Linked DNA regions of Mus musculus: regions 2, 3, 4 and 5 are each linked to region 1. A link is a contact called in public HiChIP or PLAC-seq and promoter capture Hi-C data. All regions are on one chromosome and are shown on one strand. The core of a region is the stretch at or near the end of the contact, and the rest is flanking DNA. Distances in the headings are between cores, read along the strand shown. Region 1 holds the start of Rpl31 (ribosomal protein L31). Region 2 holds the start of Kansl3 (KAT8 regulatory NSL complex subunit 3). Region 3 holds the start of Cnnm3 (cyclin M3). Region 4 holds the start of Ankrd39 (ankyrin repeat domain 39). Region 5 holds the start of Cox5b (cytochrome c oxidase subunit 5B).

The links. Promoter capture Hi-C pulls out the DNA fragments that hold promoters and counts their contacts. HiChIP or PLAC-seq counts read pairs in DNA pulled down with a chosen protein or histone mark. Capture Hi-C pulls out chosen DNA fragments and counts their contacts.
Region 2: a contact with region 1 is called in a promoter capture Hi-C map of liver, with 2.7 times the contacts expected there. The contact joins the promoter of Kansl3 here to the promoter of Rpl31 in region 1. A contact is called at or near these places in 2 of 39 promoter capture datasets (liver and pre-B cells) and 1 of 9 other capture datasets (liver).
Region 3: a contact with region 1 is called in an H3K27ac HiChIP or PLAC-seq map of large pre-B cells, with 7 times the contacts expected there. The contact joins the promoter of Cnnm3 here to the promoter of Rpl31 in region 1. A contact is called at or near these places in 2 of 39 promoter capture datasets (liver and pre-B cells) and 1 of 115 datasets of contacts at active chromatin or transcription factors (large pre-B cells).
Region 4: a promoter capture Hi-C map of adipose tissue shows a contact between it and region 1. The contact joins the promoter of Ankrd39 here to the promoter of Rpl31 in region 1. A contact is called at or near these places in 3 of 39 promoter capture datasets (the C10 cell line, liver and pre-B cells) and 1 of 9 other capture datasets (adipose tissue).
Region 5: a promoter capture Hi-C map of liver shows a contact between it and region 1, with 3 times the contacts expected there. The contact joins the promoter of Cox5b here to the promoter of Rpl31 in region 1. A contact is called at or near these places in 3 of 39 promoter capture datasets (liver and pre-B cells).

What each region holds. Positions count from the first base shown.
Region 1 is chr1:39,364,344-39,369,946 of GRCm38.p6, forward strand. It overlaps Rpl31 (ribosomal protein L31), which reads left to right and starts at 3,508. Exons shown (of 4, transcript NM_001252218.1): 1 at 3,508-3,912. The coding sequence starts at 3,806.
Region 2 is chr1:36,366,743-36,372,345 of GRCm38.p6, forward strand. Kansl3 (KAT8 regulatory NSL complex subunit 3) reads right to left here and starts at 2,439. Exons shown (of 22, transcript NM_001310513.1): 1 at 2,363-2,439; 2 at 1,027-1,292. The coding sequence starts at 1,241. It overlaps Fer1l5 (fer-1-like 5 (C. elegans)), which reads left to right and starts at 5,448. Exons shown (of 53, transcript NM_001277076.2): 1 at 5,448-5,603. The coding sequence starts at 5,549.
Region 3 is chr1:36,509,336-36,514,938 of GRCm38.p6, forward strand. Cnnm3 (cyclin M3) reads left to right here and starts at 2,532. Exons shown (of 8, transcript NM_053186.3): 1 at 2,532-3,818. The coding sequence starts at 2,576.
Region 4 is chr1:36,544,638-36,550,240 of GRCm38.p6, forward strand. It overlaps Ankrd39 (ankyrin repeat domain 39), which reads right to left and starts at 2,615. Exons shown (of 4, transcript NM_026241.4): 1 at 2,449-2,615. The coding sequence starts at 2,548. It overlaps Sema4c (sema domain, immunoglobulin domain (Ig), transmembrane domain (TM) and short cytoplasmic domain, (semaphorin) 4C), which reads right to left. Exons shown (of 15, transcript NM_001126047.3): 15 at 4,002-5,603. The coding sequence ends at 4,902.
Region 5 is chr1:36,687,945-36,693,547 of GRCm38.p6, forward strand. It overlaps Cox5b (cytochrome c oxidase subunit 5B), which reads left to right and starts at 3,543. Exons shown (of 4, transcript NM_009942.2): 1 at 3,543-3,745; 2 at 4,267-4,340; 3 at 4,507-4,606; 4 at 5,253-5,444. The coding sequence starts at 3,643. The coding sequence ends at 5,365.

The DNA of each region.
Region 1 (5,603 bases), core at 2,258-4,757:
ACTGAGTGCTTCTAAGTTCTTGTTCTCTTGTTCAAACAATTGAAAGAAGTATACACAAATAGTGAATTAGCAAGGGTCTAATTCAAAAAATAGAGTAAACATCCAGACTGGATGCATTGCTATGAAAGCAGTAAGCTCCAAGCAAGATTGCCCTGGGTTAGCCGGGCGTGGTGGCACATGCCTTTAATCCCAGCACTTGGGAAACAGAGGCAGGAGGATTTCTTAGTTCGAGGCCAACCTTGTCTACAAAGTGAGTTCCAGGACAGCCAGGGCTATACAGAGAAACCCTGTTTATTGTGCAAAGCTTCCTCTTATGGGACCAGGAGGAGGAGGGGTTAGTTGCCAAGGATGAGATGTAGGTGATTCTGTGATTCCATTGAAGGGCTTGGGTTATGTAACCCTTTGTTCATTCAACATGTTCTTTATCATGATATGTTTCATCTTACTCATATGCATGTCCAATCATGCCCAGGCATGGTTGGTAAATAGGAGATTCCCACCCCCACCCCCCCCAAAAGTTCACTCAATGGACACAGGCTGCCTTACTGCCCATATACTGAAGACCAGCCCAGGCTGAGTTGGGCTCACCTCCTGCAGTTCTTTTTTTTTTTTTTTCTTTCGAGACAGGGTTTCTCTGTGTAGCCCTGGCTGTCCTGGAACTCACTCTGTAGACCAGGCTGGCCTTGAACTCAGAAATCCACCTGCCTCTGCCTCCCAAGTGCTGGGACTAAAGGTGTGCACCACCACTGCCCGGCCTGCAGTTCTAAGATATGTTCCAGCAAGTTCAACCACAAAAGGGGAGTCACCAGAGGTTGCTAGGGAGTTAGTTGAGGGTATAAGAATTGACTAGCCACTTTGTTTGGAGAAGGTTGTGCACGGAACTCCGTGCAGATGCATGTCCCAGGGTGCTAAGCTGCCTCTGAAAACTACCCACTTTAGGAGCTCATGGTTTAGGAGCCACCTAGATGCTGGCTGCATGAAGCTAAAGTTCCTTCTAGGGCTCTATTAAGATAGACAGGTCTGTAATTTCTCCTCTTCTGTAAAATGATGATGGCTCCTTCTTGGTTCTCTAGCTAGGATCCATTTTGGATACCATGAGGTTGCTATAGATATGTACCCTTGATTGCTCTATCCTGAGGGTGGGGGTGGAGTGGGCAGGAAATATTTTTCATTCACCAAGAGGAACATTTGGAAAGAACTTGAAATGAACCCTAAAAACATGAAGTCTGTATGGAACTCTGACCTATTTTTTTCTCTTACCCTAGCATTGTCTAAGGGTTAGAGATTGGGTTTTTCTGGAAACAAACTTATAGTTTAATTGTAGTCATACTTTAATTGATGGTTAGACTCCTAAGTGGAACAAGATTGTTAATGGACACAGTGTATTCATTCTCCTAAGGCTGTCTATCTGGAAGTCATTAAAAGAGGGTGGAGTATGCTGTGCTCCTAATTTAATTTAACTCTGCCTGAATTGTGCACATGTTCAAAATTTGGGTTCGCTCAAAAACCTATAATTGTGTAATTTTCCACTAAATGCATGCATCATGGGAATTGTAATCACTGACCTCTTCATTCATTATCTTTGCTTATTAAAAGGTCATTCTGTAACTACATCTGTGTCCCAGAAAAACCATGATCATACTGTCTGGAAAAGTACAGTGTCTTGGCTCAAGAGTCAAGATTGAATGTGACCTCAGTTTAAGATACTACAAACAAACTAAAATTGTAACACCTTCTGTCTCTAACAACTAAAATCCCCTTGTACAAACAACATTGTTGTCATTGTTAGACAAGGTATCACTATGTAGCTCTGGCTGGCTTGGAACTCCCTATATAGATCAGGCTGTTCTGCAACTTACAGAGCTCCACCTGCCTCTGCCTCCCACTGTGGAATTAAAAGTGTGTGCCACCACACCTGGCGAAGTGAAGCAGTTCCTAGTCATGACTTTGCACTCTTGCCAAAATGTCCTAGTAAAAATTTAGCGATATAAAATGGCTTTAATTTCTGTTCATGTTGTAGCTTGACGATCTCAAAGTCAGCCAGTAATATACTGAAAAAAATCTAATCTGAGTCATCTAGAGAAATGCTATTAGTGCTCAGATGGACTTCATATTATGGAGATAAATAGCCTTGCTTTTCTGTAGAAAAGCTCATTAGAAATGAGGCAGGGGAATTTTTTTTCCTTTTTGATTTTTTAGCTTAATCATGTGTGGACGGATATGTCTAGTTTATTGACTCCTTAAATTATTCATGTTTTACTTTTAGTATGAAGTCAGGAACTCACAGCCTTTTATAAACTCAGCTTTTCTAATTAACCATTATTTATTAACCATAACTAATTATCATTTCTTGCTCAAGTCAGCACACTCTGACTAGTGGGCTCCTCTGTCTTCTTGCTAAAGATCCCAAATTCACATTTTCATATTCTCTTTATAGCCCTTCCTCCCTCTCCCTCCCTCAGTCTCTACTCTCCCCTTCCCTCTCTCCTCCCCTTACTCTTGGATCTAGTCTCATTGTGTAGCCAAGACTGGCCTCTGTGTAGTCCGTCCTTAATTTGGCATCCTCTTGCTCTGCCTCCTGAATGCATCGCTCCAGACTTCCTTTTAAATTATTTTTGAGTGGCTCTGCTTGGGAGATTGCGTTGCAATTTTCTGAGCTCAACCCCAGTACCAATCAGCACTCCCATAGAACCCCTTCTGGTTTGGATTCTCTAAGAACTAGAACCGAGCCTGTCTGCTCCTTTCCTCCTAGCCCCACTGAGAAGTCATCAGATATTGTCAAGCGTGTTTAGCCCACTACAGTCAAGGATATCTCGAACTCCTGATCACCTAACTCAACCCACAAAGTTCTGGGATCACAGGTGTGCACCACCACACGTGGCTGTGGACACTATTTTCTTAAGAGAGAGAGAGCAGTTGCCTGTCCACCCCAAGTCTGACCTTTGGGGAATCCAAAGGCCCCAGCATCCCTTAGCCAAAGGAGGCAGAGACATAGGTTCCTTGTAAGATCGTGGAGTTTCTGCCTGCCTGTCTTCTTGCCTGTGAGATCCTGAAACTTGCTCATTGCTGAAACTCCAATAGACAGGCTATTCGGACATGTTTAGATTCGGAGATCTATTTTCTACGGACGTGCCTGGCATTTCCGTGGGCATTTTCGACTTGGAAAATAAATTCTTTTGTTGTCGTCTCGGTCATTCCGGGGACCTTCCGCCAAGCACAGTATCTAATAGATTAAACAAACGTAGAGTGAGTGAGCGAGTGCACCCGAAAAACTGGAGTATCTTCCCTCCCGGCCGGGCGTTCCGAATCCGGGTTCGGGTTGGGATTTAAATCCCATCCCGCACCTCCACTGCTCAAGGCAGATTGCAAGAAGACTGACAAGATCGACCCCGCCCTGGGCCCGCCCTGGGTCCGCCCCATGCCGCTCGCTCCGCCCCTGACGCGCGCTGTATTTACGCCCCAGCCTAACTCCTAACTTCCCTCGCCACACCTCTTCCTCCTCGCCTCCCCGTGACCCGGAAGTTGTACGGCTACGCGACTTTCCCTCCCACAAACCCTCGCGCCCTTCCTTTCCTACTTGGGCCCGGCAGAGTGAGTATGGCTGCGGGGTCGCGGCTCTGAAATCCGGCGCCATCCGCGCCCGGCGCGGGACGGGCAGGCTCGGTGGGGTTTGTCCCGCGCCGCGCGGAGGCTCTGCGGTCCGGGGCGGTGGGAGGACGGCCTGCGGGGTACGGGTGCACCTTAGCTCGGGCTTGGGCTTTCCCACTACCTGCTTAGAGCCTCCCTCCCTGTCGCCTGCGTCTAGATGGCTCCCGCAAAGAAGGGTGGCGAGAAGAAGAAGGGCCGTTCTGCCATCAACGAGGTGGTGACCCGAGAATACACCATCAACATTCACAAGCGCATCCATGGAGTGTGAGTACCGGGCGGGCGGTGTGGCCCGCGACCCCCTTCGGGCTCCGGCCGGGCTGGGCTGTCACCCGCGAGCCTTGCTTACAGACTGGGTGCTCTAGAGGGCAAGCGGGTTTATTCCGGTGTGGTTGTGTGTACGTGGAAGGTGTGCGGGGTTTGGCTTGCACGGCAACCGGCTAGGAAATGGAGACTGGAGGCTGTGATGGAGTTTGAGGGAGCGGTTAGACTTGGGGAAGGTTGGTGGTGCTAAAACGTGAGTTCTGGTAATCCGGACGTGTAAAAGGAAAGTCAGTGACTTGTACGCTGCAGGAAAGTGGCCGGTTACTACCTCAAGTGCGAAATACGATTTTTTTTTTCGTCGTCCGATTATACAGATTTGTGCAAATTCGGGGCAAGTTGTAGTAAAGTGGCGGTTACAGAGAGTGATTGCGGTCCTTATTTGTACACGACCTATCTGCATTTGCGTTCCAGCCCTAGAGCTTGAGTTCTTGGACTTGATGGTTTAGTATTTTCGGAGAGATTTTGCCGGGTTGAAATGTGTGTCTGCACCTAGTGGGTTGCCCCAAGGTCTTTGCCCGGTATGAATACTGCTGGTGGTCGGCCACGTTCCTTCCTCTATGGTTGGGCATATTAAGCACTATGAAGCACTATTTAGGCCTGTGACAAAGTGAAAGTAGGCCACAAGTTAAAGGTGGTGTGGGTGTTGCCCAGTATGTGGAAGGAAGAGTCGCTCTCAGGTGAAAGGTACTCTTTAAAAGCAGCCTTGAATAGAGCATTGTAGAAGCGAGTCGTACCCCCCCCCCAGGCCTTTTGTATTTTGTTGATAAGGCCCTATGTGAGAATCTCTAGCCTCCTTCATTCTTTGGTAATTTCTTGGTCCCCATTGTGGTGTAAACCAAGCCTCTGCTTTGTTCCACTCCTTGCTTTCCCTGTCTCATTCATTCGGGTAGTAGTTGAGCCCAGTGCTAGGTCTGCCCTCTGAGATCTACTCACTGACTGCGGCAGCCCCACTTTTTCCAATTCCCTAACCATAACATTGAGATTGCTCAGTGCTCCATCTCTTTCCTGGTCTTTGTAAGTGATACCACCTGACTGGTTGCTTGCGTGAGTTTTTTTCAAGCTAGCTGTGAAGTGGGTTGTCTGGGCACTAGAGACAGGCTGCGGGTAGGTAGAATAGAGAAAGCAGATGCTCTTTGTCTCACTTGGAGTGGACTTGACGGGTGTTGAACAGACCTGGGCTTTTTTGGTTGATTGGTTTTTGGATTTGAGGTCTTCCCACCCAGCCTCCATGTTGGGATCATTGGTGCGTGCACCATGCTCTAGAAAGGTTCAAGTTTTTTGTTTTTTAATAGCCCTCTATCATGTACCCTGGCTATATTCATAGGAGAGTGCCTGCCTCAATTCCACAGAACTTTGTCTTCCTTTTGTATGAGTGTTTTGCCTGAATGCTTGTATGCTCCACATTGGTGCTGGAATCAAACCTAGGTCATCTGCAAGAGCAGATATTTTTAACCGCTGGATCATCAGGACCATCATTCAGGATTGCTGTGAGCAGGCCTGGTTGGTGACTGATACTCTGGGAAAGTGAGCGGGACATCTTGAACTATAGGATGCTTGGAATTTACCCCTACATCTTAAGTACTGATGCTAGTAGCTGGACATTTCATGCTTGGCCAGAGGGTTCTTCGTTTCAT
Region 2 (5,603 bases), core at 1,189-3,688, 3.0 Mb before region 1:
CACTTGGGAGGCTGAAGCAGACAGATCTGTGAGCCAGCCTGATCTACATAGAGAGTGCCAGGATGGCCAGGGCTACATAGAGAAACCCTATCTTAAATAAGCAAACTATTACTCTAAGCCACAGCAATGACTGCAATCGGAACGTAGGGAGGCTGCCAACCTGAACTACACAGCAAGCTCAAAGCCAGCCAGGGGTACACAGTAAGACCCAAGTGATGGAGGTAACACAGATCTATAATCCGAGCACCTGAGAGGTGCAGGCAGGAAGATCAGAGTTCATACTACTTACTGTCTGGAGAGAGAGAGAGGGGTGTGTGTGTGTGTGTGTGTGTGTGTGTATAGAACCCAAATACAAGATCTCAACTCCCACCAAAACAAAACAAAAATAACCTGTGCTTGAGGAAAGATTAAACATGAAGTCAAAACAAACACAAAATCTCCTATCTTAAAATTTGTAATGATCAGAAAAAGAGTGTCTCAACAAATCCTGATACGAGTGAAGTCAGAAGGTTCAAAATTAATTAGTTAGGTCAAATATAATCAAATCATTTATCAGAGAGTACATTTTTGAAATGTTCTTGCCCCCTGACATAGGGTGGCTGGAAAGATAAAGAGACTTACTTAGGAAGGGTTTAGATTAACCCACAGGTGGCTTTTTGTAAGGAGGTAAGAATTGAAAGCAATGTTTTGGGAACTGTCTCCCAATCTGTGCACTGAAGCCAGAGACTCAATGATAGATTGTAGCCACTGCCAAACAAACTAGATGCTGCAGTAAAGGGAAGAAGGAATTATCTAGTTACTGGGAACTAAGCAAGCTAGGCTGTTTTCCTTTGCGCATCTCCCTTTCCTAACTCATGTTTGGCAATGTCTGTGTAGGTGTCCAACTTTGCCCTGCCGTTCTGATGCTGCTCATCCAAGCTCTCCATTCACCCTGCAGCCCCAATCACTCCTAAGAACATCTAAGCCCCGCCACGCATCACTTCCTTAAGAAGGAAACCCAAACTCACATGGTATTCTCAAACTCACATAGTATTCTCCTGCTGCCGACGGGGGGTTACAAAGAGCATGCGGGTGGGGCGGGCACTACTGGCATCTGGGTGGGCACTCCACGGTTTTGCATAGCTATGATCCAGGAAAACGAGGTCCAGTTCCCGCTCATGCACTGAAAGCTGGAAGAGCAGGGAGGTACCCATCCGCCGAGCTGAAGTCTGGAAGTCCCTCTCCCCACCCCGGTGGGCCATGTCAGTAGTCAAGCAGCCAAGTCAGGGTGTGAATATCTGCATGCTAGTCACCTGCAGTGAAAGGGGGCTTGTGAATTCAATAGCTTCCATTTCTCCCAACTTTCACTATCAAAACATGTCTTTATGCTCAGCATTCGATCTTTGATTATGCACATCTATGTGTCCTCCCACACCGCCACCAAACAGAACGGTGCCATACACAATTTTATAACTGTAAACTGACAAGACTCCACAGTTCACAAAAACATGACCTTTGCAATTGCCAAGGCGTGGTGACGCACGCCTTTAATCCCAGCACTGGGGAGGCGGAAGCAGACGGATCTCCGGGAGTTCAAGGGCAGCCTAGTCTACAGAGTGGGTTCCAGGACAGCCAGAGCAATATATTGAGATCCCATCTCAAAAACAAAAACCTAAATTTGCTGGGCAATTTTCTTCCTGGGTGGTAAAGGTTTTTGCAAACCAGAGGGATCACAAACATGAATTCATCAAAAGCTAAAGGTCCCTACTTTTCGTCCCCTAAACAGGACGTGGGCAGGGCTGGTCTGCTCGGGTGGCCCCAGCACAACAGGCGGGCACCGCGGGCCTCCAAGCTTCATTGCTTTGGGCTGAGGTCAAGGGGACTCTCCTAGGGTCACGCTCCACCAAAGGTTTGCATCAACCTCATGGTACTCCGGAGTTTTGGGAAGAGAAAAACTAGAGCCCGCCCTCAGCCCGGCCGGGCCCTCAGAAGGCCTCTCCTCCTTCGCCCTCCCTCGGCGAGGCGCCCAGCAAACGGCCCGCTCCTCTGAGAGGTTCCCGCCACGGAACCGCAGAACCTCAAAACGGCCCACCCGGGCGGCGGCCCCGGAGCCCGGACGACTCGGCCAAGGTCATCCCGAGTTCCCGGCGAGGAGGAGCCGCCCGGCCCCACCTCCCCTCCCGGGGCCCTCCTCGGCCTCGCGCCTCGGCCGCCCCAGCGCCGCGTCTGCCTCCCGCGCCCCGCCCGGCCGGCCCGGCCTGGCCCGCGGCTTCAGCCCCCGACCCCTCATGCCCGCGGAGCCCCGAGGGCTTCTCCGAGCCCGCCGCCCAACGCCTGGAACCCCACGGGCCACCACCCGCGCCGGGGCAAAACCGCGTCTCACCCGCAGTTGTCGGCCGCGCGCTCGCCCGAGCCGGACCCCAATGCGCGTGCGCCTTACCTCCCGGCGCCTTGGGCTCTGAGGAAAACGCGGAAGCAGATCGCTCTCCCGGAACCGCGCGGCGGCGAGCGGCAAAGCCCGGAGCGGATCCGCGCCCGGGACCTGGCTAACCTGTGGGGAACGCGGAAAGCGCGCGCGACTCCCGGGGCAGAGACGTTCTCCCTCTGCGTTTTCTGTGGGAAAAGTGAGGACAAAGAGCAAGATAGTTCAGACCACCCCAGCGCTCGGTGTCCCCTTCCCTGTTACAGAGCTGGGTTCAATTTGCAGTGTGCGGGTGGGGTTTATTTCAGCCCATCGGGGTTTATAATCCTAGCACTCTCTGGAGGCTGAGACAGGAGGATCGAGGTGAGTTCCAGAACAACCTGAGCTACACCATGACACCCTGTCTCAAGACCTCAAAGCAAACCAGAGAGATGGGGAGATGAAGAGAGGGAGGGAAAGCTTTGCAGAATGTTGGGATACAATTCTAGGGCTCTGCGGAGTTTAATAAGAAACTGGTACAGCTCAGACTAGGATGAGGTGGAAGATGAGGCAGAGGACAGATGTAAGGTTCAATTTTTTTTTCCCCCAGGTTTTTTTAATTAGGTATTTAAAAGGATCTTTACCAATCCTAAATCAGATAGGGGACTAATATCCAATATATATAAAGAACTCAAAAACATGGACTAAAGAAAACCAAATAACCCCATTAAAAATGGGGCTCAGAGCTAAACAAAGAATTCTCAACTGAGGAATACCAAATGGCTGAGAAGCACCTGAAAAAATGTTCAACATCCTTAATCATCAGGGAAATGCAAATCAAAACAACCCTGAGATTCCACCTCACACCATCAGAATGGCTAAGATTAAAAATTCAGGTGACAGCAGATACTTGCAAGGATGTGGAGAAAGAGGAACACTCCTCCATTGCTGGTGGGATTGCAAGCTTGTACAACCACTCTGGAAATCAGTCTGGTGGTTCCTCAGAAAATTGGACATAGTACTACCAGAGAATCCAGCAATACCTCTCCTGGGCATGTATCCAGATGTTCCAACTGGTAATAAGAACACATGCTCCACTATGTTCATAGCAGCCTTATTTATAATAGCCAGAAGTTGGAAAGAACCCGGATGTCCCTCAACAGAGGAATGGATACAGAAAATGTGGTACATTTACACAGTGGAGTACTACTCAGCTATTAAAAACAATGAATTTAAGGTTCGACTTTTAACTGCTTGGCTCAGCCTTTTTCTCAACTTTGAAATGTGCAAATGCCTAAACCCTGATTCACCAGGTTGCCAGGGGAATGCAGTCAATTATTTCTGCCACCTGTCAAGAGCTCCATTGATTTCTTGATGGCAATTACTATGAGCGACCCCCACCTCCCGGTCTTAGAACTCAGTGTTATTGGTTGTTTTTTCATTTATGGAGGGGATGGAGAGACAGGGTCCCATGTATCTCAGGCTAGGCTCATTCTAGCTATGCAGCCAGGGAAGACCTTGAATTTGGTTGATGGTTTGGTTCGATTTGGGTTTTGATTTTGTTTGGTTGGTTGTTTTTGTTTTGTTTTTGTTTTTGTTTTGTGTTTTGAGACAGAGTTTCTCTATGGAGCCCTGCTGTCCTGGAACAAGCTCTGTTGGCCAGGCTAGCCTCAAACACAGAGATCCGTCTTCTGCGCATGCCCACCACTTCCTGGTTGCCCTTGAACTTCTGACTCTTCTGCCCCTCTTCTTTTCAAGTGTCCGGATTATAGGCCTGCACCACCATAGAACACTGTTTTAAACACTCAGTTGCCATCCCATTTAGGCTTAAATAAGGTAGAGGGGTCGGGAAAATTAAGCTACAAAATGTTTCTAAGTGTACAACGACTGAAAATTAATTCAAGGGGTGTAACTGGCAGTTCATGACTCACATCCACAATGTCACTGCAGCCTTGGTTCTGAGCACACAACATGCACTTTCGCACGGCTCGTGCCATTTAGCTAGCTAGAGTGCCAACAAATCTTTCGAAACCCCTTGGCTCAGATTTTAGACTACTGTATGTTATCAATTGCAGTGTTTTTGCTGTAGACACAAAGTTTTCTGCTCTTACAGAAACCTGATAGTTTTATTACAAAAACAAAGGCTCTTAATATTTTCCTATCTTTCAGCATGTGTCAAAGTAGCATTTCTTTGGATTGTGACAGAATGCCTAGTCTTAGAAATTGCATTTTGAATGGCTGACTTGGGCTTCCTAAAACAATCGTTAAGTGAATTTTAGCTTGGTATCAGGGCATACTGCCCAATCATTTCTGAGAACACTTCTGCCATTTTATAGCCTGTCTTTATATGAAGTAGCTTTCTTAGCATTAATTACTATAAAATCAAACTACCTATCCCCTCAGAGGCAGAAGGATTAGGAATTCAAGAACAGCCTCAGCTATACAACAGTAAGTCAGAGCCAACCTGGGCTATGTGAAACCCTGTCCCCCAAATTAAAAAAAAAAAAAATCAAAGGAAAAAAGAGGCCAAATGTTTTACTTTTCCATTAGAAAGACCTCCCCTTGGGTTAGAGATGGTTCAGGGGTTAAGAGAACTGACTGTTCTTCCAGAGGTCCTAAGTTCAATTCCCAGCAACCACATGGTGGCTCACAGCCATTTGTAATGGGATCCGATGCCCTCTGCTGGTGTGTCTGAAGACAGCCACAGTGTACTCATATACATAAAATAAATAAATCTTAAAAAGAAAAAAGAAAGCCCTCCCCCTCCCGTGAGGCATCATGGATTTTCCTGTATATAGATCTTGATGGTCTCACTTCTTGTATTTTCTCATCTAAATTGCATGATTTTGCCAGTAATTCATTCCAGACAGAAGAGAATTCTGTGCCTGACTTTGAACTCAAAAGGTCAGTAACAGAAGAAAAGGAAGGAGGAGTCCTCAAAGCAGGGAGGTCGATTGTCTGTGTGGGCCTCAAGCCACTTGTCTTATCTACACTCTGTCATGCGTCCTTCACCTCCCAGAGATTCTCTTTGGAACCAAGAACCTCTTATCTCTGTGATGTTCCTCTTGTTGCTAAGCTCCACTCACCCTGTGAACCTGGGACGGAGGAGCTCCAAGGAGCAAGAGGTGGCCCTGTGCAGGGAAGGAGGAGCGGGAACAAGCGTCCAAGATGCTGAGGGTTGTTGTGGAGTCCGCTTCGATTAACCCTCCCCTCAGCACCACAC
Region 3 (5,603 bases), core at 1,282-3,781, 2.9 Mb before region 1:
GGTTGTTTTATTTGTGCTTGGTAGAGGGTCTCCATGTGGAGCCCACGTTGGTCTCATGTGGTGGTGACCCACTGCCTCTAGCTCCTGGGTGCTGGTATCACAGGCATGCACCACCATGTTTCGTTTGTTTGAGACAGGGTTTCTATTATGTACCTTTAGCTGTCCTGGAACTTGCCCTGTAGACCAGCCTGGCTTCAAACTCAGAGATTCACCTGCCTCTATCTCCCAAGTGCTGGGATTCGAGATGTGTGCCACCACGCCCAGCCCTGGTTGGTAACGTTGTTTTTGAGCTGGCTGGTCTCCATTTGCTTTCCTTTCTTCCAGTACCCTGGGTAAGCTGTTCGTGCTGGCACGTGTCATCTCAGCACACAAGAGACTGAGGCAGTAGCATCAGGAATTTGAGGCCAGCCTAGGCTACAAAGGAAGGCCCTGCCATCAGGGGAAAAAGATTTGCACTTGGGTAGGCAATGGAAAGAATACCCCAAATGAAAGGCTAACGTAGAAATGTGTATACAGGGATGGGATGAAGTTGGAGCCGTGTATACAGAGATGGGATAAAGTTGGAGCGGTCTGTTGTCCATCACAAGTGTGTTTGGTGCTGAACCCCTGCGACATACCAGCTGCTCTAGCTTTGTGGGGAAGAGATCATTGTCCCAGGCCTTCGCCCCTCCTGTCACTTCTCTCTGGGACCTTTCTTCCCAGACCTTATAAGGCTTGCCCCTCATATCAACCTCTGTTCAAATGTTCCCTCCTTGATTACCTACATCTCCGTTAGCATCATCTCCCCAATGTTTCCTCGTCCTCTCCTTATAACACTTCCAACCGGGTCTTAAAATGTTTCCTGGGATCCCAGCACTGGTTCTGAGCACCACGAGGGTGGAAGCTGTTGTCCCTGCCAGAGTTCCAGCCTTTGGGAAGTTACCTGTCCCGCACACACTCAGTGTAGGAAATGCTTGTCACACGAGCAAATGAAGAGCACATGGAGCTAAGATGCACAAGCTAGCCAGGGAGATCATACCTTGCCCCCATTTATGAGGTGTTTGCTTTGTTACATTTTTTTATTGTTATTTTAAAATTGATGTTTGGCCAGGCAGTAGTGGCACATGTCTTTAATCCCAGCACTTGGGAGGCAGAGGCAGGTGGATTTCTGAGTTCGAGGCCAGCCTGGTCTACAGAGTTCCAGGACAGCCAGGGCTACACAGAGAAACACTGTCTCAAAAAAAAAATTGATGTTTGTATGTGTATGTTTGCGTGTATGCACATATGCCATGTGGGACTGTTTCAGTTATGTCTACAGAATCCATTTTAGAAAAAAAATTCAAGAGGCTGGAGAGATGGACTCAGTGGTTAAGAGCACTTACCACTCTTGCAGAAGGCCTGGTTCCCAGAACCAACATGGTGGCTCACAAATGTCAACTCTAGTTCCAGGGGATGTAGTGCCCTCTTCTAGCCTCCTTCGGCACCTGCATACACAACACACATACATACACTTGGGCCCACACAGACACAAAACAAAACAAAACATATGTATAAGATGTGTACATGTCTTAGTACATTTAGGGAGAAAGTAGAGAGAAAAATGCAAAAAACAGGGATACCCATAGAGAAGCTAATCCCATAAAGACCACATACAATGAACGAAGAATGCTCCATCTGATCATGCAGGTGTCTTCCAAAATAAGGACAAAAAGAACCCTCTCAAACAGCTTTCTCAACCCGAGGAATCAGAATAAACTGTGGTTGTGAAGCTAGCATGTATGGAAATTCCTGACAGCTGCTATCTCCCTGCATGGCTGAATGACCCGAATGTCAGGTGCATGTCAGAAACCAAAGGCACACAGAATCAGTCTCTAAACATCGTTTTATTGTAAGCTTAATTACATGAAACAAGTGTGAAGATTCAAGGAAACAGATTTTTCTGGGTTTGAGTATTTACTATGGACCTTCCTATCAAGGCATCTTCCTCAAAAGCAGGTGTCTGTCTTGATATCCACAGAGCCCAACGCAAAGCTAAGAGACTTTAGCTTTAAAACAAACCAATAGAGCTGGGTGAGGTTAAGAATGTGTGCTGAGGACCAGAGTTCAGTTCCCAGCACAGCTTCCCATTAGCTTGGAACTCCAGCTCCAGGGGGAATTCGACGCCCTCTTGCGTCTGCCCAAAGCACTGCCCTCGCAAGCGCAAACCCACATACAAATACAAATGATAAGAAAATGTTTTAAACAAACGACTCCAGGTTTCCCTGTGCCCAGTCCCTGGTTCTTATTCAGCCCTTAGCCTTGCTGGCCAGAGGGTTAATGACCTTCCTTTGCTCGTCCACACGCGCCGGGAACTCCGAGGCCGTCCCAGACAGCCGCCCCGCGTCCTCCCTTGCCTGCGGAGCCCCACGCCCCTCCGGCTCGCCCCGCCCCGCGCCGCTTGTTTACTCCCCGGCGCAGCCTAGTTCTCCCCAGAGCCCGCCCCCGCCAGCCGCTTATTGGTCAAAGTGACGCGGAGGCCCGCGCCGATTGGCTGCAACAACAGAGGCGCGGGTGAGTGGGGTAGGCTGCGCCCGAGGCCCAGAAGGGGTAGCAGGCCATGGCGGCGGCTGCTGCGGCTGTGGTGGGTTGGTTGGGCTGGGTGCTTGCCGCGTTCTGTCTGGGCAGCACCGCAGGGGAGGCGGCGCCGGCGCCGGGCGCGGGACTGCTGAACTTCTGCACGGAAGAGGACAGCGCACCGGGCGCGGGCTCCCTGCGCGGAAGGGCAGCGCCAGAGGCCACTTTGTGCTTGCGACTCTTCTGCTCCGGCTTGGCCAACAGCTCCTGGACCTGGGTAGCCGCCGAGGGCGCAGGCTGCCCGGAGGGCGGACGGGCCACGGAGCCCGAGGAGGCGGCCGCCCCGACGGGCGAGTGGCGCGCGCTGCTGCGCCTGCGCGCCGAGGCCGGCCACCCGCGCTCCGCGCTGCTGGCGGTGCGCGTGGAGCCGGGTGGTGGGGCCGCGGAGGAGGCGGCGCCGCCCTGGGCGCTGGGGCTGGGGGCGGCCGGGCTGCTGGCCCTGGCGGCGGTGGCGCGCGGCCTGCAGCTGAGCGCGCTGGCGCTGGCGCCGGCCGAGGTGCAGGTGCTGCGCGAGAGCGGCTCGGAGGCGGAGCGCGCGGCGGCGCGGCGCCTGGAACCCGCGCGGCGCTGGGCCGGCTGCGCCCTGGGCGCGCTGCTGCTTCTGGCCAGCCTGGCGCAGGCGGCACTGGCCGTGCTGCTGTACGGGGCGGCGGGCCAGCGCGCCGTGCCCGCCGTGCTGGGTTGCGCGGGGCTGGTGTTCCTGGTGGGTGAGGTGCTGCCGGCCGCCGTGAGCGGACGCTGGGCGCTGGCGCTGGCGCCGCGCGCGTTGGGCCTCAGCCGCCTGGCGGTGCTGCTCACCTTGCCCGTGGCGCTGCCGGTCGGGCAGCTGCTGGAGCTGGCAGCGCGGCCGGGGCGTCTGCGGGAGCGCGTGCTGGAGCTGGCGCGCGGCGGCGGCGACCCCTACAGCGACCTCAGCAAGGGAGTGCTGCGCTCCCGGACCGTGGAGGACGTGCTCACGCCGCTCGAAGACTGCTTTATGCTGGACTCCGGCACTGTCCTAGACTTCAGCGTCCTCGCCAGCATCATGCAGAGCGGCCACACGCGCATCCCAGTGTACGAGGAGGAGCGCTCCAACATCGTGGACATGCTCTACCTCAAAGACTTGGCTATCGTTGAGCCCGAGGACTGCACACCGCTCAGCACCATCACCCGCTTCTACAACCATCCACTCCACTTTGTCTTCAACGATACCAAACTGGACGCTGTCCTGGAGGAGTTCAAGCGAGGTAAGGGGACGCCCCTGTTAGAAAGGCCCCAGAAAGTGATGGCCTTGTACCTGCGAATGACCTTTGGAAATATTTAAAGACCCACCTTTTAGAAGCGGAAGGAAGTGCTATGGGAGTCTGATGCGGGAGGATCGGAAGGTGGTTACCCTGTTTGTTAAATAGAAAATTTTAAAAAAGTTGGGGATGTAGCTCAGTGCTTGCCTAACATACATGAAGCCCTGACCATTACCCAGTACCACATAAACCCAAGCAGTGGCCTACCTACTTAGAAGGATGGAAGCCGGCCTGGACTAAAGATTCTGTCTCAAAAGTAAATGAATGAATAAAAAGATCCATTGGCAGGCAGCAAGCATGCCTACTTGGCTCTAATCCCAGAGGTTTCCTTCTCCTGGGCTGTATTGTGCACTTGGGCTTCCTAGTTGCCCCAGATTCTTGGATAGTAACTAAAATGATGTCAAGAGGGTTAGGTAACTGGAAACTGTTGTCTTTGCCTTTTTAGCATTAAATTAGCTGGACCTGTAATGGTTCCTGGCCCTTTCAGATTGTGGGATTAGAAAGGACTCATAATACTTACTGTGGGTACTGAGAGAACTTCCATTTTAATGTCATCGGAAGCAACTCATGAATAATGACTTAATTTTCCTTCCTGGCTTTTTTCTCCCTCTTAATTTTTTTTTTTTTTGAGATTTTTATTGTTATGTTTATGAGTGCCTGTGTTGTTCCTCATGCATGCAGTGCCTATGGAAGCCAGAAGAAGGCGCTAGGTTCCTTGAGACTGGAATTACAGCCAGCCACCCTGCTGGTCCTGGGAACTGAACCCTGCATCCTCTGGTGCTCTTGCTTCCTCTCTTTCATTTAAATTGTTTTTCAGTGCATGTCAGCTACCTGCTCTTCCCTAACCCCATCTCCATTCTCCCCTTTTTTACCTTAATGTCTCCTTTCATTCTTTTTGAGCAACCCCTATTTTTTTGTTTTGTTTGTTTGTTTTGTTTTGTTTGTTTGTTTGAAACAGTGTTTCTCTGTGTAGCCCTGGCTGTCCAGGACCTCACTCTGTAGACCAGGCTGGCCTCAAACTCAGAAATCTGCCTGCCTCTGCCTCCCGAGTGCTGGGATTAAAGGCGGCGCCACCACGGCCTGGCGATCAGCCCTTTTTTGTTTTTTAAGATGTACTTATTTTCTGTGTGTGAGTGTTTTGCCTGCATGTGTTTATGTACACGGTGTGTGTGTCTGGTGCCTGAGACAGTCAGAAGAGGGCTTCGGATCCCCCAGAACTGGAGTTACAAATGGTTGTGAGGCACCGTATGGGTGCTGGCAACAAAACCCAGGTCTTCTGCAAGAGCAAATACATGTGAACATCTAAAGTTGAAAGTAAAAACTATGAGCCGCTCCACATATTTAAATGTGGACCCCTAGGGGACAGGTGGCACATACATTCAGTCCCAGCACTTAGGAAAGCAGAAGCAGGCGGATGTCTGAGTGCACGAACACCCAGGGCTACACAGTCTTGAAACAAAAACAAGGTATAGGCTCCTCTATAACACTCCATGCTCCTCCTTGGGCTGCTTTGCAGAGCATGGGTGCTCCTGCGCACCAGACGTGCTTCCTTGGAGTGGAGGGTGGATGTGCACCAGGGCTCTGGCTGGATTGGGCTGCATGATAGGGTGTAGCAAATGGAGCAAGCCCCCCTGAAGTGGGTCTCAGGCCCCAGGGCCTGTCAGTGATTTCTTGGACAGCCACTGCAAGAGGCAGCTCTCTGATGTGATGAGCTCGCTGCTCTTGTATTGA
Region 4 (5,603 bases), core at 1,365-3,864, 2.8 Mb before region 1:
TAAATTTTTTAAAAAAATCTAAAAAAAAAAAAAAAATCAAAACAACAACAACCAGAGCTGGAGAGCCGGAGAGGAGCTGGTTCAGGAACTGTTGCTCTGATGAAACTCATTCTTCAGAAGACCTGGGTTTGATTCCTAGCACCCATAAGGTGGCTCACAACCATCTGTAACTCCAGCTTCAGGGGATCCAATCTCCTGTCCAGGCATATGCATAGTGCATACATACAGGCAAAACAGTCATATACGTTAAACATGTGTGTGCATATATAATTTGTATATATAAATAATTATATTTTTGTTTATTTTTTTACTTGTGATATATATACACACACATACACATATATATCTGTAATCAAAGAGATGGCTGTATAATTTGTATATATATAATTATATATACTGTATATTTTTTACTTGTGATATATATATATATGTATATGTATATATATATGTAATCAAAGATGTAATCAAAGAGATGGCTCAGTAGTCAAGAGTAGTTAGTTGCTAGGGCCAGGCAGTAATGGTGCACACCTTCATCCCAGCACCAGGGAAGCAGAAACAGATGGCACTTTGTGAGTTCGAGGCCAGCTTGATCTACAAAATGAGTTCCAGGACAGCCAGAGTTATATAGTGAGACCCTGTGGTTGTGGGGTGGGGAGAGATGGACCAACAAAACAAAACATAGCACACATACATACACAAAGAAAGTCACCAAAACAGATTTAATTCAAAACTAAAAAAATAAATAAATAAACCCCATGCTTTACAGAAAAAAAAAATTCACATAATAGGTATCTTTATCACATGTGAAAAATAAATAAAAGAATAAGCTGATAAAATTGCAGCAGGTGATAACAAACAATTTCTGAGACAAAGTGTCTAACATGCTCTGCCTTGAACTGGCCTTGAACTGTGACCTTCCCGTCTCAGCCTTTGAGTCAGTCCAAACTGCTACAAAGAGAGCAAAGCATTAAGGTAACAGGGTAACCAGAGTGGAAATGCCAGGGCTTTGAATACCACAAGGTTTCTTCCTCCACACAGGAAGGGCTGACATTTTGAGGCAGATCATGTCTGTTGTGGGGAGCCAACCTGTGCGGGTCAGATTAGCTGTGACACACAAAAATATCTCTAGACCTAAACTGGGCATAATTGTCCCCAGGTTGAGGACTCTCTAAGGAAGGGGGGTCCCTGAAGAAGTGCCATAGAACTGAATGCTGGCGGGAAAGCCTCAGTCAGCCTGAAGCGGACTAACAAACAAAACAGACCATGTCATCGGACAGAGGGCTTGCATATTTTAGAAACATAAGGGTGATGGCTGCAAGGGTGAGAACCATAAAGAGGTACAGAAACACAACAGTCAGTCTGGCTTGGGGAACTAAACGCAATAGGAGGCGCTGGAGAGGCGGCTCAGTTAAGAGTTCTGTCTGCACCAGGCCGGTGGTGGCGCACGCCTTTAATCCCAGCACTCAGGAGGCAGAGGCAGGCGGATTTTTGAGTTCGAGGCCAGCCTGGTCTACAAAGTGAGTTCCAGGACAGCCAGGGCTATACAGAGAAGCCCTGTCTCAAAAAAAAAAAAAAAAAAGAGAGAGAGAGAGAGAGAGAGAGCGCTCTGGCTGCTCTGCAAAGGACCAGGGTTGTTTCTCAGCTGGTCACATCTGTAACTGCCAATTCCAGGGAATCTGAAGCCCTATTCTGGCCTCCAGGAGCTAAATGCACATAAATAGTCTTTAAATTAAAAAAAGCGTAAATGTAATCATCTCATTTGTTATTTTCTAAAGGTACAGCGGAGAAAACACTTCAAGAGGAGGAAGCGGGGAGTCCTATTATGTCCCTAGTCCAAAAGATGGGGGTAGCAGAGGTGTAGAGAAACGCCGCCCGCTAGGAAGCCATTCCTATGGTAACCATCAAGTGTTCCGTATCATCAGCCCTACACTGATGACAACCTTGCTACAACTGCACAAACTACCTGTTCCTGGGGATAACATGGTAACCGGCACAGAAGAACAGGGACCACTGCTAATAGCAAAATCTCTGTATGATTTTGGACAAAACAGTCACACCCCTGCGCTCCACAGTAAATCTTTCGAGATCACTGTCATTGCTAAAACTTGTACACTCACACCCGAGAGCAGCAAGGGCCAGCTGCCCTGACCTCCCCGGTGGATACGAACCACCAACTGCAGATTCTTTCCCTAGCTCCTCTGTCACCTGACCAGGCTGTCTCCTAGCTGGGTTGGTCTCCAGACCCAGTTCAGAAACCAATGCCTCAATTTACCCGTCCGCACTCGAGACGGAGTAGTCGAGGGGCTTCCTGCCACGCTTTGAAGCCAGCCTTCCTGCACCAGGCCCGGAAGCTCCAAACACGGTTCGAGGCCTCCTTCAGTCCACGTTCCCGGAGATGGGGCTGGAGATTGCCCGCCGCCGGCAACGCGGCCGCCTCACCCCTCTCACCCCTGTCGAAGTCCATCTCCTCCAGCGTCTGCTGTACCCCGGGCACCGCACTAGGGTGAGAGCAGCAGGAGCCATCCGCGCAAAGGTGCGGCGCCGCCATCCCGGCGGCCGGGACTGCAGCCAAGCGCTCCTACGAAATGCCCACCCCTCCGTCCCAGGTTGACCACTCGACGTCCGTAGTTGACCTTCGAGTCCCGCCTCCTCGCCCCAGGCCAACCAATCCTGCATTTAGACCTTAGCTTAGCAACCAATGAAAGTGGTGAGGTGTGGCTGGATAGACTGAGCCTTGCTGCTTTGCTACCACGGGAGGGCGCCCAAGGCTAACTAAGCACAAGGAAGAGCAAAGGCTCGGGAATCCGTTGAGCTCCCCGGGAGGAGGCAGGACAGTTCGTGCAGCCTCGCCTTGTAGGGTGAGGGGACCAGGCAGCTTGGCCTGTCTGGTAGTGTTTATGTCGCATTCGCCAGAACCGAGGCCTCGCAGGTTCCCCAGGGCACAAGGACTCTAGACGCGGCCCATAGTCCCTCTCTCATCTCCCAAGCATCACTTGAGCTGTAGGCCATCCATGGTCAGATCAGTGACCCGCCAGAAAGCTACTAACACTCTGACCCTCGTTCTTTAGCAATCCATCAGGAAGCAGGTGGCCTGAGGGCAAGGACCTGGTAGACCACCTTTGTGCTTAAGCCTCTGCCCACTCAGTGGGCGCTGGTTGCCAACACCCACTGGGCAGACAACTGAGCTAAGGGAAACACACTCAAGTATTTCCCAGCCTCTTCTGACCCACACTCAGGGAAACAGCAGCCTGCTCAAGGGTCATCCAAGTGTATGGGGGGTGGGGGGTGGGGTGGCAGCTAAGGGTGGGCAGAGAGCTCACTGTGGTCTCTGTTCCTATGTACCGGTTAGATTGATCTAAACCAGGTGTGTCCAAATTGCAGCCAACAACAGCATCAAATTTAGCACAACACAAAATCTTAAAATGTCTTTTTTTTTTCCTCCTTCCTATTTTCCTTCTCGAAATCCGATTGGCAGGCAGCTCTCATTAAGGGCGCTCAGAAATGAATCCAGGCTGGGCCTGTTGTTTTTCCCAGGAACATCTGGGCCTACACCACTCCCTCACTAAGACAAGGGCTTGATACTGACTGGGTGGCAATAGGGGACTATCCCTACCCAGATAGGACATTCGAGACTAGCATTCTTCCCCTCCCACGGAGCTTGTCCTAATCTCCATCTTTATAAAGACACTGTCCACACAACTTGAGAAGCCTCTCCTTCAGCCCCTGACTCCCTGCTCACCCTCCCTATAGTTCTGGGAAGACCGTCTCCTTCTCCTCCTCTTCCCGAACGCTCTGCCTTGTTTCCCTGTGGCACCAGGCCAAGTCCAGCTCCCAAGCAGAGTAGCCCTGCTCTGGCTCCCAGTCCCATAGGCATCACTGTGGGAAAACACTTGAGTCTCAGCTGGCCCCTCCAGAGATGCACGGACAGGCATTAAGACCATGATGGCCCAGACCAAAGGATGAGTCCCTCTTAGGTCAATAAGTGGGTTTGAGTCAAAATATCTGTGTGGCAGGGTTAAATTTCATTTTCTCCATTTTATTTGTCAATATAAAAATACTCAAATATTTACAACAAATAAATATGTGGGGACACAATAAGTTACACTGTTAGCCCTTTTCCCAGAGCAGGGAGAGGATAGGCCAGTATCCATAGCATGCCCACCTCCTCCCTTCCCTCCCCCAACAACCCTTCCCAGCCCTGTCAGAAGAGCGCAAATATAAAATACCACCGAACCCGGAGGGCAAGTGGGAGGCCCTGCCCACCCCTCCCCCTGAAGCAGGAGGTTCCATCTCCACCCCCAACCCCCGCCCTGAAAACATTCACAGCCCTAGGAGCAGGGCTAGGCCCACCCCCGAGTCCCGCACTCCCCCAAAAGGGGTACAACACCCTGTCCTTCCCTTCCCCGTATGTACATCACTGCCCCAAAGCTTGGGACAGCTGGGGGTAGGAGAAGCAAAGTGCTATGACCCCCTTCCCCTTCATAGCTCCAAAGACTCAACCAGGAGGACCCCAGGCCAAGGGAAGACGTGATAGAGACAGGAAAGTTACAACACACACACACACACACACACATTCTTCCACATGCATACCAACACATATATGCACAAACACGCCCACATCTTGAAACCTCTTCCTTGCAAAGTTTTGGCTGCTGGGGTCCCACATGTCTCAAATTCACAGAGGAGGGTGTGTCTCCTGTGAGGCTGAAGTCCTGGTGAGCCACACCAAGTGGCAGTGCCCATGCTGAGCAGGTCCTCACGGCCGGGCAAATGCTGGGCAGTGTCTGTCCCAGGCAGAGCAAGTGCCCCTGCCATGTCCCTGAGGTAGCTGGTGCCTGTGCAAAAGTTAAGAGTGCACCTCCCATGAGACCCCCCCCCGCCAATGAGGTGGGGGGGTCCCCTCATACTGAAGACTCCTCTGGGTTGGAGTCAGGCAGCGGCTGGCGCTGTTGTAGTTTCCGTCGTAATTCATCCGCGAGCTCAGGCAGTGGGTGCCCAGATCCTCCTCGGTCCTCTCCGCCCAACTGTAAACGCACATAACCATTGGCATTTGAGTTCCGACCACCTCCTAGGTGGAGCCGAGTTGGAGAAGGCAGAGGCTGGCCAGGTATGCCAGGAGGTGGGGAAGGGGGCCCACCCCCAGGCTGGCACCGGGCGTGACCAGGCACAATCTTGAGAGAGCCATCCGAATAGTAGTACCCGACAGGATCCCAAAGTTTCTCATCAGTTTCGGGGCCAGGACGGAAGGGGGGACTGGCAGGCTCCTTGGGCAGTTCCAAGGGGTACACCAGTGTCCTCTCAGATGCCTTGGCACCCTTTTCTAGCTCTTCTCGAAGTCGCCGGCGGAGCGATAGGACCAGCAGCAGCAGCACCAGGCACACAGCCCCCAGGGCCACCACAGCGAGCCACACGAGCCCCAGGTTTTCCAAGGGAGCCCGTGCCTCCAGTGTCACCGACGAGCCGGCCACGACAGCAACAAGGTAGCTTTCTGCAGCCAGTCTTGTCCCCTGCTCCTCTGAATAGCAACGATAGGGTCCAGAGTGACGGGACTGTGCGGCCATCACCACCAGCGCCTGGAGTCCCGTGTCATAAAGAAAGGAGCC
Region 5 (5,603 bases), core at 2,293-4,792, 2.7 Mb before region 1:
ATCCTATCTGTCTTGAAGTCAGTCTGTTTGCCTTTGGAACAAGATGTAGAACTATCAGCTCCTCCTACACCACGGCTGCCTGCACGTTGCCATGCTCCCACTTTGATGATAATGAACCTCTGAACCTGTAAGCCAGTCCCAATTAAGAGTTGTCTTGGTCATGGTGTCTGTTCATAGCAGTAAAACCCTAAAACAGATAGTAAATGCTAGAAGCTGGGAAGGCTGAGGAGGGGGCATAAAGGAAAGCTAGATTTGATTAGTGCCCACCATATACATGTGTGGAAATACCACAGGGCAGAAAACGCCATTCAAGGCCTCGCTGTGTAGCCCTAGCTCACTGGGAACTCACTACATAAACCAGGATGACCTTAAATTCACCCAAGATTTGCTGGCATCTGCCTCCTGGGTCTGGGGATTAAAGGACAATGCCACCACTCTTTAATACATCTTAATAAAAAATAAAATAATAAGAAAAAGAAGAACTAAGACACAGGGTTAGTGTAAGGTAGTTTGCCAGAGTGGCAGTTGACAGAAAGGGCAAAAGACCGAGACAATCTGAAAAGATGTGCTGCCCGAGGCCTTGGGACTCAGGTAGCTGAATGTCTGTAGCAGAAACAGCTCTGCACTGTTCTCTCAGCTAGAGGCAAACTGGGAAGACCCTACTAGTATGGAGATGAAATTGCTACACATTTCTAAGCAAACAACTCAGCATAAAGTGTCAAAATGTTTCATGCCCACACTCCTGTGATCCCAGCTACAGGATGCATTGCCACAGCCTAGGAGACAAAAATGGGAAATCTGGCCTGGTGAGGAGATTCATTCCTGTGTTCCCGGCACTCAGAAGTGAAAGAAGGGTTAAGAGTTCAAGGCCAGCCTGAGGTACAGGGTGAGAATGTCTGAAATGGTGGTTCTCAACCTTTCTGTGACCCTTTAATCCATTTCCTCATTTTGTGGTGACCCCCCACCCCCAGCATAAAATTATTTCGTCGCTACTTCATAACTGTGATTTTGCTGCTGTTATGAATCACAATATAAATTTCTGATATTCGAACTCCAAAAGGGTCCTGACTCACAGGTTGAAAACCACTGGTCTAAACCAGAAAGGGCTGGGATGCAGTTGAGTGGCAGAATCGCAGCCTAGCATGAGCGCGGTGTCCAGGATAGTCCTGTACCACAATGGCTCAACCACATGTCTCTATTGTGCTCCTGACTGAGCTCATGAAGAGTCTTAAAAAAAAAAATCCTCAAAAACAAAGCCTCAGAAATCTCTATATCCACCAGTCCACCAGGGGGATAGTTGGAGTCATTCCAACACATCTATAAAGAATATTATGCAGCAATTATAATATATGTGTTGACCTGGAGGAACGTCCACAAAATATTCTGTTCAATTAGAAAAGCAACTCCTCAGTCATTTATATTTTTATCTCACAAGCAAATCCATCTCGTGTATGTGCATTTCTTTGTGCTCAGGACACTTCTGTTGCCACCCTGGAGACTTCCAGGAGGGAGAGTTTCCAAGTCCCACAGTACACAAAGGGAACCCTCAACCCCTCCTTGCTTCAAATCATCTCCAGGCTCAAAATATTAATTGTGCTGAGGCTGAGAAAAATCTGGCTTAGTGTGGGTCGGGGACAGAAAGAATAAATGCCAAATTGCCAGCTTGTGTTGTTTGTGTTATATGATTTTTTTTTTACAATGTGCTTTTGATGCACATTGACTAAGAATGGCCTCCATGGTCTCATATATTTGAAGGCTTCGTCATTAGGGAGTGGCATTACTTGACAGAGATTAAGAACTATGGCCTTGTTGGCAGAAGTGTGTCTCTGCAGGTGGGCTTTGAGGGTTCAAAAGCCCAAGCCAGACCCAGCGTCTCTCACTTCCTTCTGCCTGTGGATCCTGAGGTAGAACTCTCAGCATCTCCTCCAGCACCATGTCTGCCTGGATGCTGCCCTGCTTCCCTCCATGATGATAACGGGCTAAACCTCTGAATTGTAAACCAGCCCCAATTAAATGTTTTCCTTCATAAGTGTTGCCGTGGTCACAGTGTCTCTTCACCCTAACAAAGACATCTAGTCTTGGTTTTCCTGAGTGTTCTCTAAAGGAGGAAAGATGGTGGAGCTGGCTGATGGGGCTGACTGGGGTTTTCCCTCTTAATGTGGACACAAATCAATAATGGGTTCATTGGAGGAAAGATGCCTTGAATTAGGAATTAATCCAGATGATTGTAGTGGAGACAAGGAAGTAAAAATGAAAACTATGCAAAGTGTAAGCCCATCTTCACAGTCAAGAAATTTGGTGCCTCATTATAGGCTATTTTTTTTTCTTGGTTGAGGGCAGCCATGAAGACCAGGTTAGTTCCTCTGAAGGAATGTTCCACCAGACCCTTTTGAAAATAACCTACAAGGGGTAGGTGACAACACCCAGGAATTTAGTCCTTTGTAGTTTTCCTCAACTTGACCTTTTGTAGTCACAAGCTCTATAAACTATATTTTTGGTCCAAGCGGCAGGATTTACTAAAAGTCATTTGATATTATTATGTCAGGCCTCTGCAAGGTACTTAAGATTTCATCACTGGGACGCAATTAGGGAAGCATAGATACTGTATGCAGCCATAGTGTTTCAGGAATGTTCCACAACGAGAATAAATCGAAGAAGCCAGTGTTTGGAAATCTAGTGAACGCTCTGCCGTGAGTTGTCAGGCTTTACCTGTGTGCAACACTGAGCAATGGAGGACGTTTTCTGTCTAAATTAGAGACTTCTGGCCACGGTGCCTATTGTCATTTCCAGTTGCATTATTAACTTTCTTTCTGTCCCTCCTCCTCCTAGTATCCTCATCGTGGTGGAGTGGCCATCAGGAGGTATCCTACATCTATGCCTCCAAAGCCCTTCTGCACCGCACCCCCCGCACCCCCCTCATCCTTGTCCCTGGGGCCAACACCATCACCTCCCATAACATTACTATAGGAGGAAAACTGAGGACGGTGCAACAGCTTTAATCCCAGCAGAGGTAACCAGATCTCTGTGAGCTTTAGACCACCCTGATCTACATAGGGAGTTAAAGGTCAGCCAGGCTACATAGTGATACCGTGCTTAAAAAACAAAACAAAACAGAGTGGAGGAGGGAATTGAGGCTAAGACTGTGTGTGTGGGGGGGTGTACTGTCAATTTCTGACGGAGTGGGCCATTGCAACAATTTGGTAACAACTAAAGCTGTCTGCAGTCTCGAACCCGTGGCTAACAGGCATAACAAACACAACAGGCTTCCTGAGCTCACGCCCAAGGTTGTATGATTCGTGGTGGAAGCCCTTGACTGCGGGAACTTCGGCTTCCACAGCACCTCCACTACAAGAACTACTATGTGGCTGGGACACTGGGCGCGAACACTCAAGCGGACAGGTCATGAACCCGAAAGCCGCTAGCTGTCAGGGTGACTGACGCCACGCCCCGGAGGCGGCGGGAGTCTGCGCGGCCCACGAAGAGGCAGAACTGCGCATGTGCGGCGTCTACTTTTAGCGCTGCTTCGGCTGGTCGGGGCAGGAAGCGGAAGACTGACCGGGCGTTGTTAGACTCCCACCAACGGAAGTCCCGCCCATCTTGCTCAGCCTGTTCCCGGAAGTGCATCTGCTTGTCTCGGGCGAGATGGCTTCAAGGTTACTTCGCGGAGTGGGCGCTTTGGCGGCGCAGGCCCTGAGGGCCCACGGCCCCCGTGGCGCGGCCGTGACCCGCTCCATGGCTTCTGGAGGTACGTGACCAGCTGGGCGGGACAGGCCGGTGTCCATGGCCTCCGGCGTGGTTGGTGATGGGCGGTCGAGCGGGGTCGGCCATTAGCGTTCTCTCGAGCCCTGCTGACCACCTTAGGCTCCGGGAGCCGGCGCTCTGTCCGGTCTTGCTGTAATTTCGGCCGCCCACCCGATCGAACCCGCTTTCAAAGTGCCCTCACTGGAAGGTGCCGGGTGACCTTGGAACACAAGGACTTGGAGGGCTGAAAAAGCGCTGGACCAACATTCAAATCCCTTGCCCGCCACCAGCCAGTATACTCTCATGACTTGATTGTAGGGAAAGTCGACAACCAAGCTTCCGCGGTGGGAAGGGAAAAACGGTATGGCTTGGGAGTCATGCCTCAGTGGGCTTAGGGGACTGTGGGAATGGGTAGCTTGGGAACCCACCAAAGAAGCGGATAACGTCACCTTTCCCGTGTTGATCTTTTTATCGTGTATCCATCGTGGTCATATCAATTGCCGTAGCTCATTTTTCTTCTTCTAGGTGGTGTCCCCACTGATGAGGAGCAGGCTACTGGGCTGGAGAGGGAGATCATGATAGCAGCACAGAAGGGACTGGTAAGGAGAAATGCTGTGTCCTCTGGAGCCCTGGGGCTTGGATGGGATTAGAGGAGTTCCTGTCAGCCAGCGTCTGGTCCTGACAACCCAGCTTGTAGGAACGGCCCTTTTGCAGTGCAGTGGCAGGCGTTATCTGTCATAAATAGTCAACTCTTGTCTCTTTCAGGACCCATACAATATGCTACCTCCAAAGGCAGCTTCAGGCACCAAGGAAGACCCTAATCTAGTCCCGTCCATCAGCAACAAGAGAATAGTGGGCTGCATCTGTAAGCACTTTGTTTTTATTTTCTGGCCCATTTGTTTATAACCTGCCTCACAGAATGTCTATAAATTGCTTCAGATATGTGTGTATGATGGACTGTATGTGTGTAAAAATGTAAATATGTGTATACATTGTTGTAAGGGTTGTTGACTGTCTTAAGTCTCAGTATGCATGAGAAGTCACAGAAGGCAGATGACCCTGGAGCTGTAGTTACAAGCAAGGCTGTGAGCCACTTTGCTGTGGCTACTGGGAATTGAACTCAGGTCCTCTGGAAGAGCAGTCCATGCTTTTAATTGCTGAACTATCTTTCCAGCCCAGATTATTTACACACACACACACACGTATGTACATACATATGCCAGGTACTGTTTGTTTCAAGCACTAGGGATACACATGAGTACAGATCCTGTTTTGGAATTTTGCATAGGGACTGGAATTGTTAGAACCTACAGTGACCCCATACAAGGTTATCTTACTCACAGGTAAATGCATCCCCGCTTTTTCATTTGAAGGAGCGGAGCGTGAAGTGGTCTCCTAGTCAGTGGCAGTTTTGTTGCTGTGTCCGAAGTGTCTGTAGGAAAGAGGTGAATGCTGAAAGCCTCCCTCTGTACATGGACGCTGGATGACTGTCAACCGTCTTTCCCTTTCAGGTGAAGAGGACAACTGTACTGTCATCTGGTTTTGGCTGCACAAAGGCGAGAGTCAGCGATGCCCCAACTGTGGAACCCATTACAAGCTGGTGCCCCACCAAATGGCCCACTGAGCCCCTGTGTTATCTTTTCAGAATGTAAAGAAAAACTTCTCTCTAATAAAGATTAGCCATTGCACTGGCTCCTCCCATAGCTGGCTAGTCTTATGTCTATAGTCTTTTTTTTTTTAATATATATATATTGAGACCACCTATCTCTTAATACTAGTTTGGCATCCACTTAGAATGTAAAACCAGTATAGAATTGTTAGAATTTTATTTTTAAAAAATTTTAAACTTTTTGTTGTTGCTG